3 separate regions of the Mus musculus genome follow, and all the other regions are linked to region 2. A link is a contact called in public Hi-C and HiChIP or PLAC-seq data. All regions are on one chromosome and are shown on one strand. The core of a region is the stretch at or near the end of the contact, and the rest is flanking DNA. Distances in the headings are between cores, read along the strand shown.

Region 1 (3,192 bases), core at 401-2,900, 240 kb after region 2:
CTCTGAGTTCAAGGCCAGCCTGATCTATGGAGCTTGTTCCAGGACACCCTGGAACAGACAGAGAAACCTTATCTCGGAAAACAAAACAACCCTAAAAACAAACAAACAAACAAACAAACAAACAAACAGAGAGATGGTGAGCTGGGCGGGGTCTCACTGATGAATAGGCTGGAGACCCACCTAAGCCCCTATAGCCTTCCTCCACTTCCTCATCTGCACCATTTCATACAGGGGCTTCTTGGGGTGGGGTAGGGGAATGGGTTCCAGGACCGCTCATGGAAACCAGCACCCCAAATGCTCAGGTCCCTTGTTTATAATAAGCCACTGTCTGCACAGAACCAACACACATTTTCCCACACACCTTAAGCCATGTCTAGATTATTTACAGTAACAACACAAAGAACATTCTCCCTAAAGAGGTATTAAGTGTTACTGGCTAGGTCGGTGGTCCTCAGCTTTCCTGATGCTGTGACCTCTGAATACAGTTGCTCATGCTGTGGTGACCCCTAACCACAAAATTATTGTTGATGCTACTTCAAAACTGTAATTTTGCTCCTGTTACAATCTATAATGTAAGTATCTGTGTTTTCTGATGGTCTTGGGTGATCCCTGTGAAATGGCCATTCAACCCCCAAAGGGGCTACCACCCACAGTTTGAGAAGCACTGGTTTAGAAATAACAGTGAGGGGCTGGTGAGATGGCTCAGTGGGTAAGAGCACCCGACTGCTCTTCCGAAGGTCCAAAGTTCAAATCCCAGCAACCACATGGTGGCTCACAACCATCTGTAACAAGATCTGACTCCCTCTTCTGGAGTGTCTGAAGACAGCTACAGTGTACTTACATATATTAATAAAATAAATCTTTAAAAAAAAAAGAAAGAACAGTGAGACAGAAGTCTTTTCAGCACAGCCACAGGCTTTGTCTCTGCTTTATTTCTAACACAGGTTTTCAATCAATAATTGGTCAGCTCTACGGAGGAATTCTCAGGTGCAGAGCTGGTGTATTCTGTCCACTGTGCACGGAGGTGAAGGGTCCATCTGACACATGTTGGGACAGTGCTAGTAGGAACAACATCCAGGTGGACACAGGTTCAAATCCTGCCTCTTCTACTTCATAGCTGCCATCACAAATACAAGATGCCCCATCCCTCTCTTTAGGCCTCAGATGGCTTATCTCAAATGATGGGAGAAATTTTAGAATAAAATGAAGATGTGGTGTAGGCCAGAGACACAGTGCCTGGGCCGTGGCCAGGAGATTGCAACTCCATCACACAGCACCATCACCACTATTGATAAAGTGAAAGGCTTTCTGATAACTCATCAGCTGCCTAGCACTGTGGACAGACACTACTAGCTATAAAGCTGGGCATGCTGATGGTGCCACCGCCACGGGGAAAGGCACAAGGACCATCCATCCATCCATCCATCCATCCATCCACCAACTGTATCCTCAAGGTGGAGATGGTAGGATTCCTCCCTGGGCCTCGGAGAAGTGTGCACTTTTGCCTTGGGCTGCTCCTCACCCCAACTGCTTTAAACTCTTAGAGAACAGCCTGCATTCCATTAAAAGGTCAAAGCTGGCAAAGGTGAAAGGGAAGTAAGCTCCCCCCATTTGCATAGGGAAACCCCAGGCTGCTGCCTCAAATTCACCCCTTTCACACTAGGACAGAGACAGCTTGTGATCTCTGAGAGCAGCTCTTCCTTCTACAGCATCCACCACAACAAAAGGCCGCCACTTAACATCAACAGGCGGCTTGTATTTAAATGTAGCCTTTAGATGCTAACAGCTGAGACCTGCCTTGTCAGGTAACATGCTGTGGCATTTTCCAGCATCCTGTGTTTTCTGCCGGTCTGAAAAACTCACCTACAAATAGAAGTAGCTGAGAATAGTTTAAGCAGTGCACTTTCACAGGGGAGAACAGAAGTGTGAAGATCAAGCGCTTTGGATTGCAAGCTCAGCCTGGCTCCTTTCACCCCATCCATAGCTGGCTAAATGACAGGGTGACCACCTGGTATTTACGCACAGCTTTTTAACAATTGTCTACTTCCTTCCTCAGCCATTAAAAGTTATTTCTGTATATATTCATGCTATATCCCCCAAAGGTTTGAAAAGCCTACAAGGGAGGGCTTTGTCTCAAATCCTGTCTCCTTTACCAAGTCGCTGGACAATAGGGAACTTCCTGCCTAAGTTGATGCAAATAGCTAAACTAATCGTTAAAATTTTCTGTTTTCCCTTAACTCTTGATTCCATGGTGTGAACTTACAATTGCTGAATGAATGAATAACTGACCAATACATTAATAATTCTGGTTGTATTAACAGTTGCTTAATGTTCTTGACATCTCACCACGATGAGAAACAGGGTCCTATAAAAACCAGACCTGAAATGAAAACAGCTCAACGACCATAGAGTGGGCAAGCAGGCTGGGCTAGTCAAGATCAGGTTCCTGAGCCAAACGTACCTGATACAGAAGCTTAGCCTCTGGCCACCACAGTGATTTCCTCTCAGCAAATCACAGAGCTGCTCCCTGGCTGTGGTTCCTCACCAGTATAACCGCATAGATAAAGGGTAATATCCACCTCATGGTTTCATGTTTCTGCCTCAGTATGGGTACTCCTTGCTTCTATATTCTATCCCTTGGGTCACTGGAGAAGAAGCTAAGTCAAGTGCTTCTACAACTGCAGTGTGTTCTCTGTTCACAAATGCGGACATCCGCACACACTGTAATGTGCTTGCTAATGACGTCATGGAGGAGAAACGGCATACCTGCTTTCCCTGAGCAGGTTGAGAAGGTCATCTCTGAATGTGTCTCTGTTCTTTTCCAAGATGCCTCGGACATCATACTGCACCTAAGTAAAAAACGGGTACGAGAAAATGTCATACTCTTAATAAATTATGTTCAAGTTAGGATCTGCCCGGTTTTGTGAGGACCAAGTAAGCAAACATCAATAAACATCCTGTTCTTGCATCTATCCATCATCTATCCATCCACCCATCATCTATCTATGTCTATCCATCTATCAACTATCAATCAATCAATCAATCTATCTATCCTGTTCTTGTATCTATCATCTATCTATTATCTATCTATCTATCTATCTATCATCTATCTATCTATCTATCTATCTATCCTTTTTTGCATCTATGTATGTATGTATGCATGCATGCATGCATGCATGTATGTTGGTCTCA
Region 2 (3,012 bases), core at 129-2,628:
TAAAATGTCCTATAGAAATCCCCAAATACTGTTCCCTTTCGGGTCCACACGAAGTTTGGTGCGTCCGGGAGCAAGCATAAGAATGGAGGTCTACAGCCCGGCAGTGGTGGCACTCGCCTTTAACCCCAGCACTTGGGAGGCAGAGGCAGGGGGATTTCTAAAGTTTAAGGCCAGCCTGGTCTACAGAGTGAGTTCCAGGACAGCCAGGGCTACACAGAGAAACCCTGTCTCGAAAAACCAAAAAAACACCAAAAAAGTATGGAGGCCTACAATCCATCTGCTTAACTAGTTAAAAGTCATAAACCAGGAAACATCTTTAAATCCAGGCGGGATGCCCTGGGCCTGGAACCCCACTCCCTCAAAGGCTGCGGTAAAAGGATAAGAAGAAAGTCAGGGTCCAGCCTGGGAATGGATGTCGCAAAGGTAAACACTGAAGAAGGCTCGGGCTGGGGGCCTCAGGGGAGGGCGACATCGCTGAACGTGGACCCAGCCCTTCGTCTCCATCGCGATGTCTCCCGGAGCCTCCCGCTCGCCCCAACCCCGACAGGACCCTTACCTACCTTCGTCTTCGTCGTCTTCCTCCTCTTCCTCTCCCTCCTCCTCTCCGTCCTCCCACTGCTGCTTCGCCAGCTTCTTCGCCTGCTGTTCGAACCACTGGAGCCGGGGCGGCTTCTCCGTCGGGTCTCGCTCCGGGACGCCCCGTGCGCCCGCCGCCGCCCTCCCGCACTCGTCCGTGGGCACGAAGGGCGCTTTCTTGGGGGACGTGGAGGGCTGGGCCTTGATGGCCTGCTGGATGGCGGCGTTCACGGCGTCCTTGTCGACGCCGTCCGCGCCCAGCCCCTTCTCCAGGTTCTTGGCGTTCAGCAGCTCCACGCGCCGGCTCGCGGCCCGCACCGCCTTCCGCTCCAGCTCGGCGTGCCGCCGGGAGCCGAGGTGGTTCTCGTAGGCGTTGAAGGTGGCGAACTTCTTGCCGCACGCCGTGCAGTAGGTGGCCGCGCCCTTGCTCGCCTCCGCCGCCTCGGCCACCGCGCGCTGCGCCCGCACCCGCTCCTGGAAGCCCTCGGCCGTCACCGGGGCCATGGCGGCCACCTTGCGCCGCAGGTTGTAGCGGTGCCAGTCCGTCTTGTAGTGCGCCCGCTGCAGCTCCGCGTCGCGGAACGCCACCCGGCAGGTGATGCACGTGAGAGCCGCCATCCCCGGGCCCGGAAGACAGAGACGACCCAGCCGAGAACCTTCTAAGCCTGACCGGCCGCCTTCTAGTCCCACAAACGCAGAGAACCTCCTTCGCCCACAGCCAGGAAAAGACACACCAGACACCAGCTTCCGGGCTCTAAGTGAGGGAACTTCCGAGTTCTAAGTGAGGGAACTTCCGACTCGCACAGGAAACTCTTGGCAGCTGGCTTAAGAAGGCCCGCCTGGGTCCCCGGAAATGACGAAGTTTCATGTCGCTCTCTTCGCGCCTGGATCCGCCCTGTCAATCAAAGGTGGGCGTGTGCCTGGAGGATGCCGCTGCCTCCTGAGGGCTTAGCGGTTGTGTCGCTTGCCGTGACGAGGTCAGAGGGATGGGCTTGTGAGGGAAAGAAGGGCGTGGGTGCCTGGGATGGTTCTGGGACTGCTCTTGAGAGATGGATCCCGTCAAGACTGTCTCTCGCGCCTCTGGAAAGGGGGATCAAACGTGGCGACAGCGTGGAACTTCCGGAGGCCAAACCGACCCAAGCTCTTTGCAGCGAAGGGGGCGGTCAGAGCTCTTGAACAGAAAAGATTCCCTGCTGGGAGCCGAAAGTACAGCCTAGCCACTGTCCCACAAAATATAATCCGAGCCACATGTGAGATTTTTAAATCCAAGTAGCCATATAAAAAGTCAAAGTAGAGACTATGCCCGGGCCTAACAAACACAGAAGTGGATGCTCACAGTCAGCTATTGGATGGATCACAGGGCCCCCAGTGGAGGAGCTAGAGAAAGTAACCTTATAGGTGGAACAACAATATGAACTAACCATTACCCCCAGAGCTCGTGTCTCTAGCTGCATATGTATCAGAAGATGGCCTAGTTGGCCATCAGTGGAAAGAGAGGCCCATTGGACTTGCAAACTTTATATGCCCCAGTACAGGGGAACGCCAGGACCAAAAAGTGGGAGTGGATGGGTAGGGGAGTGGGTGGGGGACCGTGTGGGGGACTTTTGGGATAGCATTGGAAATGTAAATGAAATAAATACCTAATAAAAACAAACAAACAAAAAAGTCAAACTAGGTGAAGTTGCTTTTAATGATCGAAATACTCTTTCAGCATCTAAAACTTTAAAAGGATCTATCTGTGATTTTACGCTCCATCGTGGGTACTAAACCTTGGAGACCCTGTGTGTATAACAGCAGCAATTCATATCAGTTCGATTTTTTTTTTCTTGAGACAGGGTTTCTCTGTGTAGCCCTGGCTGTCCTGGAACTCACTCTGTAGACCAGGCTGGCCTCGACCTTCAGAAATCCACCTGCCTCTGCCTCCCAAGTGCTTGGATTAAAGGCGTATGCCACCACTGCCTGGCAAATCCTCTGTTCTATCCCTGCCTTTAACTCACCCTGATTCAATGTCAATTGTTCTAACAGGTTAAGCAAGTATATTTTTGGTATTGTGTTAGAAATCCGTTGCTATGCTATTCTGCCTGAATATCTTTCTGCCAGCTTGCTCCCTTTTGTAAACCTTTGCCCAAATGCCTTTGGGGGGGGGGGGGTTCTAGAGCCTTTTGTCAAAAATAATGCCAGTATTTTTTTTGTGTTGTTGTTGTTTTTGTTATTATTATAATTATATCCCAAATGTTGCCCTCTCCTAGTCCCCTTCACAGAGTTCTTTCCCCTATACTCCCTCCCCTTCACCTCAGAGAGGGTGACCCCCCTCCTGCAAAGCCCCTCCCTGGGGTATCAAGTCTCTAGAGGATTAGGCACATGCTCTGGCACTGAGGCCAAACAATGCAATCCTCTGCTACATACTGCTGCAACACCCCATTTCTTAAGTCCTTA
Region 3 (2,858 bases), core at 155-2,654, 200 kb after region 2:
AGACTCCACGCTAAAGAGGATGTTTAAGGGTCTCATTTTAATCAAGCCACACAAGAGTTAAAGAAACTCAGCCAGGCAGTGGTGGTGCACGCCTTTAATCAATCCCAGCACTTGGGAGGCAGAGGCAGGTGGATTTCTGAGTTCGAGGCCAGCCTAGTCTACAGAGTGAGTTCCAGGACAGCCAGAGCTACACAGAGAAACTCTGTCTTGAAACAAACAAACAAACAAACAAAGTTAAAGAAACCCTTAAGTTGCTATGCCAAAAATATTGGTCAAATCTGAGGAACTAAAGACAACATTTAATACATAAGAGAAAAAGCCAAACGTAAGAAAAAAAAAAAAAGAACACATTTAAACTATATAGATTCCCTCCTTATTAAAAGAAATACATTGAGTGGCTTGGACTGTACTTCAATACACCCCAGGAGAGTGAGTGGGCCAGCTTCCTCAGGGTCTGCAGAAAAGCCATGCTGAGCCTCATTTTTAAGATGCCAGTTCTGGTCTATCTATGACTACACCATTCTGAATGTGCCTGATCTCATCTCCAACCAGTCAGGAGTTTATGGCTTGGCAGACGGCTCTGCTAGTGAAGTACGTACACTACCTGAGTGGATTCTCAAAGTCTTTGTAAAAACAGCTTGAGTTGTTTAGACCTGCTTATAACCCTAGCACTAGGGAAGAGAGGTAGGTGGATCTCCTGGGTCACTGGCCAGCATAGCCCACTATAGACTCCTGGGTGAGGTCTAGGCCAATGAGAGCCCTCCCACCCCCACCCCCACTCTCCCACCTTTAGGGACAAGATGGCAGATACTCACGGAGGACTGCGCCCCTTCTGAGCTGAACCGGTACGCTCCGGAACTGTTGTAGGTTCCCACGGAATACCTGTAGTCGGGGGACCACTGGCTTCCATAGGAGTTGGAGAAAGTCACGCTGCTGCCTGACGTGATGGCGCCATCCTCGTAATCGTCCTGGTCATAGTCATAGTCGCCGTCGGGGGAGGGCAGGTCGCCGTTGTTCTGCGGCATGCAGTAGGTGGACTCCCCACTCGAGGAGTTGTGCAGGCTAGCGGAGTCCTGCATGGACGCAGCAAGAAGCACCGTACTGTCGGCACTGGGGCTGGTGGGCACCACCGTGTAGTTCATGTAAGGGTCCTCCTCGGATGAGTCGTCGCTCGTCCGGATGCCACTCGTTCGCTGGTCGGAGTGGCCGTGCTCGCTGGGGTTGGGCGAGTCCTTGAAGGCGTCGTCATCCGCCTCGAAGCCCTCGTCCACCTCCTCCTCCGCGGGGTAGGGCTGGCTGAAGTTGAAGTTTGGCTTCTCTCCGCTGGCACTCTCGGCAAGCTCACTGAGCTCTTCGCCCGAAATCTCGCTCCCTACCGACAGGGAGCGCTCGATGTTGCGGACGCACTCGTCGATCTCGTCGAAGTTGAGCGACTCCAAGAACTCCTGGGCGGCGCGGCAGGCCTCATCCTCCAGCCTGCGCAACTCCTCATCCCGCAGCTGCTGCAGCTTCTGCAGGGAGGCCTCGGTCAACGACAGCTCCTGCCGCTCCTTCATGCGCTGCAGATCCTCGATTTCCTTCTCCAGGCGGAGGATCTCCTCCACCTGCTTGTTCTCCCTTTGCTTTTCCAGCTCCCTGGTCAAGTCCGCTTCCCTCTGGCTCTTCTGCAAGGCTTCCAGTTCTTGCTGCCTCCTTGTCTCTGCCTCCTGGACCAGGGGCAAGGTGGGTTTTAGAACAAGCACCTTCTTCCTGTTCTACACACTGAACTGTGGCCCCACCCAAACGACAAGCTGAAACCCTAACCCCAGCGCCTCAGAATAACTACTACGGTTGGACAAGGGGCTTTTAATCGGGTGACTAAGTTAAAATGAGGTGGGGCCCGATGACTGGAGCCTGCATCCAATCTGAATGGCGTCCTTATAAAAAGAGGACAGTGGGAGTCAGACACCTGAAATGAATATCAAGGACGGACCACGGCGTGAGGTGGCCACCCATGGAAATGGCAACAGAATGTGAAGGCGTCTCTAAGACACTAACATGGTGTTGCTCTGCCACAGAGAAACCATACTTCGATTCACACTGAAAGCCCAAGACTTTCTCTACGCTCCATGCCACTGTGCTGGGAAAGAGAGTGCCCCCGAAACATCCCCTCAGCCTGTGTTCCCACTATCTCCTACTTTATTTCCATTGTGAATCTTCAGACCCAGTGTCCAAGTCTGAAGCAGGAAGGTAGTACATAAAGCCCCAGAAATCGCTGCGCTCCTCACCTGATGGGCACGGAGGAGGTCAGCTTCTCTTTGCGCTCGCTCTCTTTCTCTAAGAAAGGGAAAGAAAAGCAGCTGGTGAAAATCAACAACCTTGACACCAATCTTCACCAGCTCTCCTCCTTCGGCAGTGCTGGGGGGCTCGTCTGTCCGAGGCAAACACTCTATCGCTGAGCTATGTACGCAACCCGGAGAAGATCTTTGCCAGTTAAAAAGGAAGAAGCGGGTTGGGGAGATGTCTCGGTCTGTAACGAGCTTGCTTTCTGAGCAGGAGCCCTGAGTTCAGACCCTCTGCATCCACGTGGTGTGATCTGCAGCAGCACACACCTGTAATTCCAAGGCTGGAGGAGCAGAAGCAGGTGGCACCGTGGAGCCTGCTGCTCAGTCACTTGTCCAGAACAATAAGGCGTCTGACTCAACCCCTGCCCTCCACGTGCACGCAGGCACGTTACGTACGCAGGCACGTACACAGGTCAGTCAGCCTGCTCAGATTTGTAAGCTTCAGGGTCAGCGGAGAGCTCTCCCGGTCCCCTGGGAATCCCTAACGGGCCAACAAGGATAACCCTCCCAGTGAACCGTTCTGTTTCAGCCGGC

The links. Hi-C and Micro-C count contacts between places; a contact is called where the count stands out from the background. HiChIP or PLAC-seq counts read pairs in DNA pulled down with a chosen protein or histone mark.
Region 1: a contact with region 2 is called in a Hi-C map of embryonic stem cells, with 2.7 times the contacts expected there. The contact joins the enhancer-like site here to the promoter of Zfp622 in region 2. A contact is called at or near these places in 3 of 39 promoter capture datasets (embryonic stem cells, liver and macrophages), 6 of 484 Hi-C or Micro-C datasets (cardiomyocytes, embryonic stem cells, myeloid progenitors and 1 more) and 2 of 9 other capture datasets (adipose tissue and liver).
Region 3: a contact with region 2 is called in an Esrrb HiChIP or PLAC-seq map of embryonic stem cells, with 9 times the contacts expected there. The contact joins the enhancer-like site here to the promoter of Zfp622 in region 2. A contact is called at or near these places in 1 of 39 promoter capture datasets (macrophages), 3 of 484 Hi-C or Micro-C datasets (bone marrow-derived macrophages, embryonic stem cells and forebrain), 10 of 115 datasets of contacts at active chromatin or transcription factors (the 230-238 cell line, the HPC-7 cell line, bone marrow-derived macrophages and 6 more) and 3 of 9 other capture datasets (adipose tissue, liver and pancreatic islet).

What each region holds. Positions count from the first base shown.
Region 1 is chr15:25,738,944-25,742,135 of GRCm38.p6, reverse strand. It overlaps Myo10 (myosin X), which reads right to left. Exons shown (of 41, transcript NM_019472.2): 17 at 2,767-2,849. Among named protein-coding and RNA genes, the nearest start is that of Retreg1, 100 kb to the left of the region's middle. Within about 2 kb of position 1,650, at least 25 of the 459 cell types and tissues checked have an H3K27ac peak or open chromatin away from gene starts, as enhancers often do. A contact at or near this core is called in embryonic stem cells, where this site is marked.
Region 2 is chr15:25,982,732-25,985,743 of GRCm38.p6, reverse strand. It overlaps Zfp622 (zinc finger protein 622), which reads right to left and starts at 1,378. Exons shown (of 6, transcript NM_144523.3): 1 at 561-1,378. The coding sequence starts at 1,194.
Region 3 is chr15:25,779,822-25,782,679 of GRCm38.p6, reverse strand. It overlaps Myo10 (myosin X), which reads right to left. Exons shown (of 41, transcript NM_019472.2): 24 at 2,268-2,316; 25 at 816-1,706. Among named protein-coding and RNA genes, the nearest start is that of Retreg1, 62 kb to the left of the region's middle. Within about 2 kb of position 1,404, at least 16 of the 459 cell types and tissues checked have an H3K27ac peak or open chromatin away from gene starts, as enhancers often do. A contact at or near this core is called in embryonic stem cells, where this site is marked.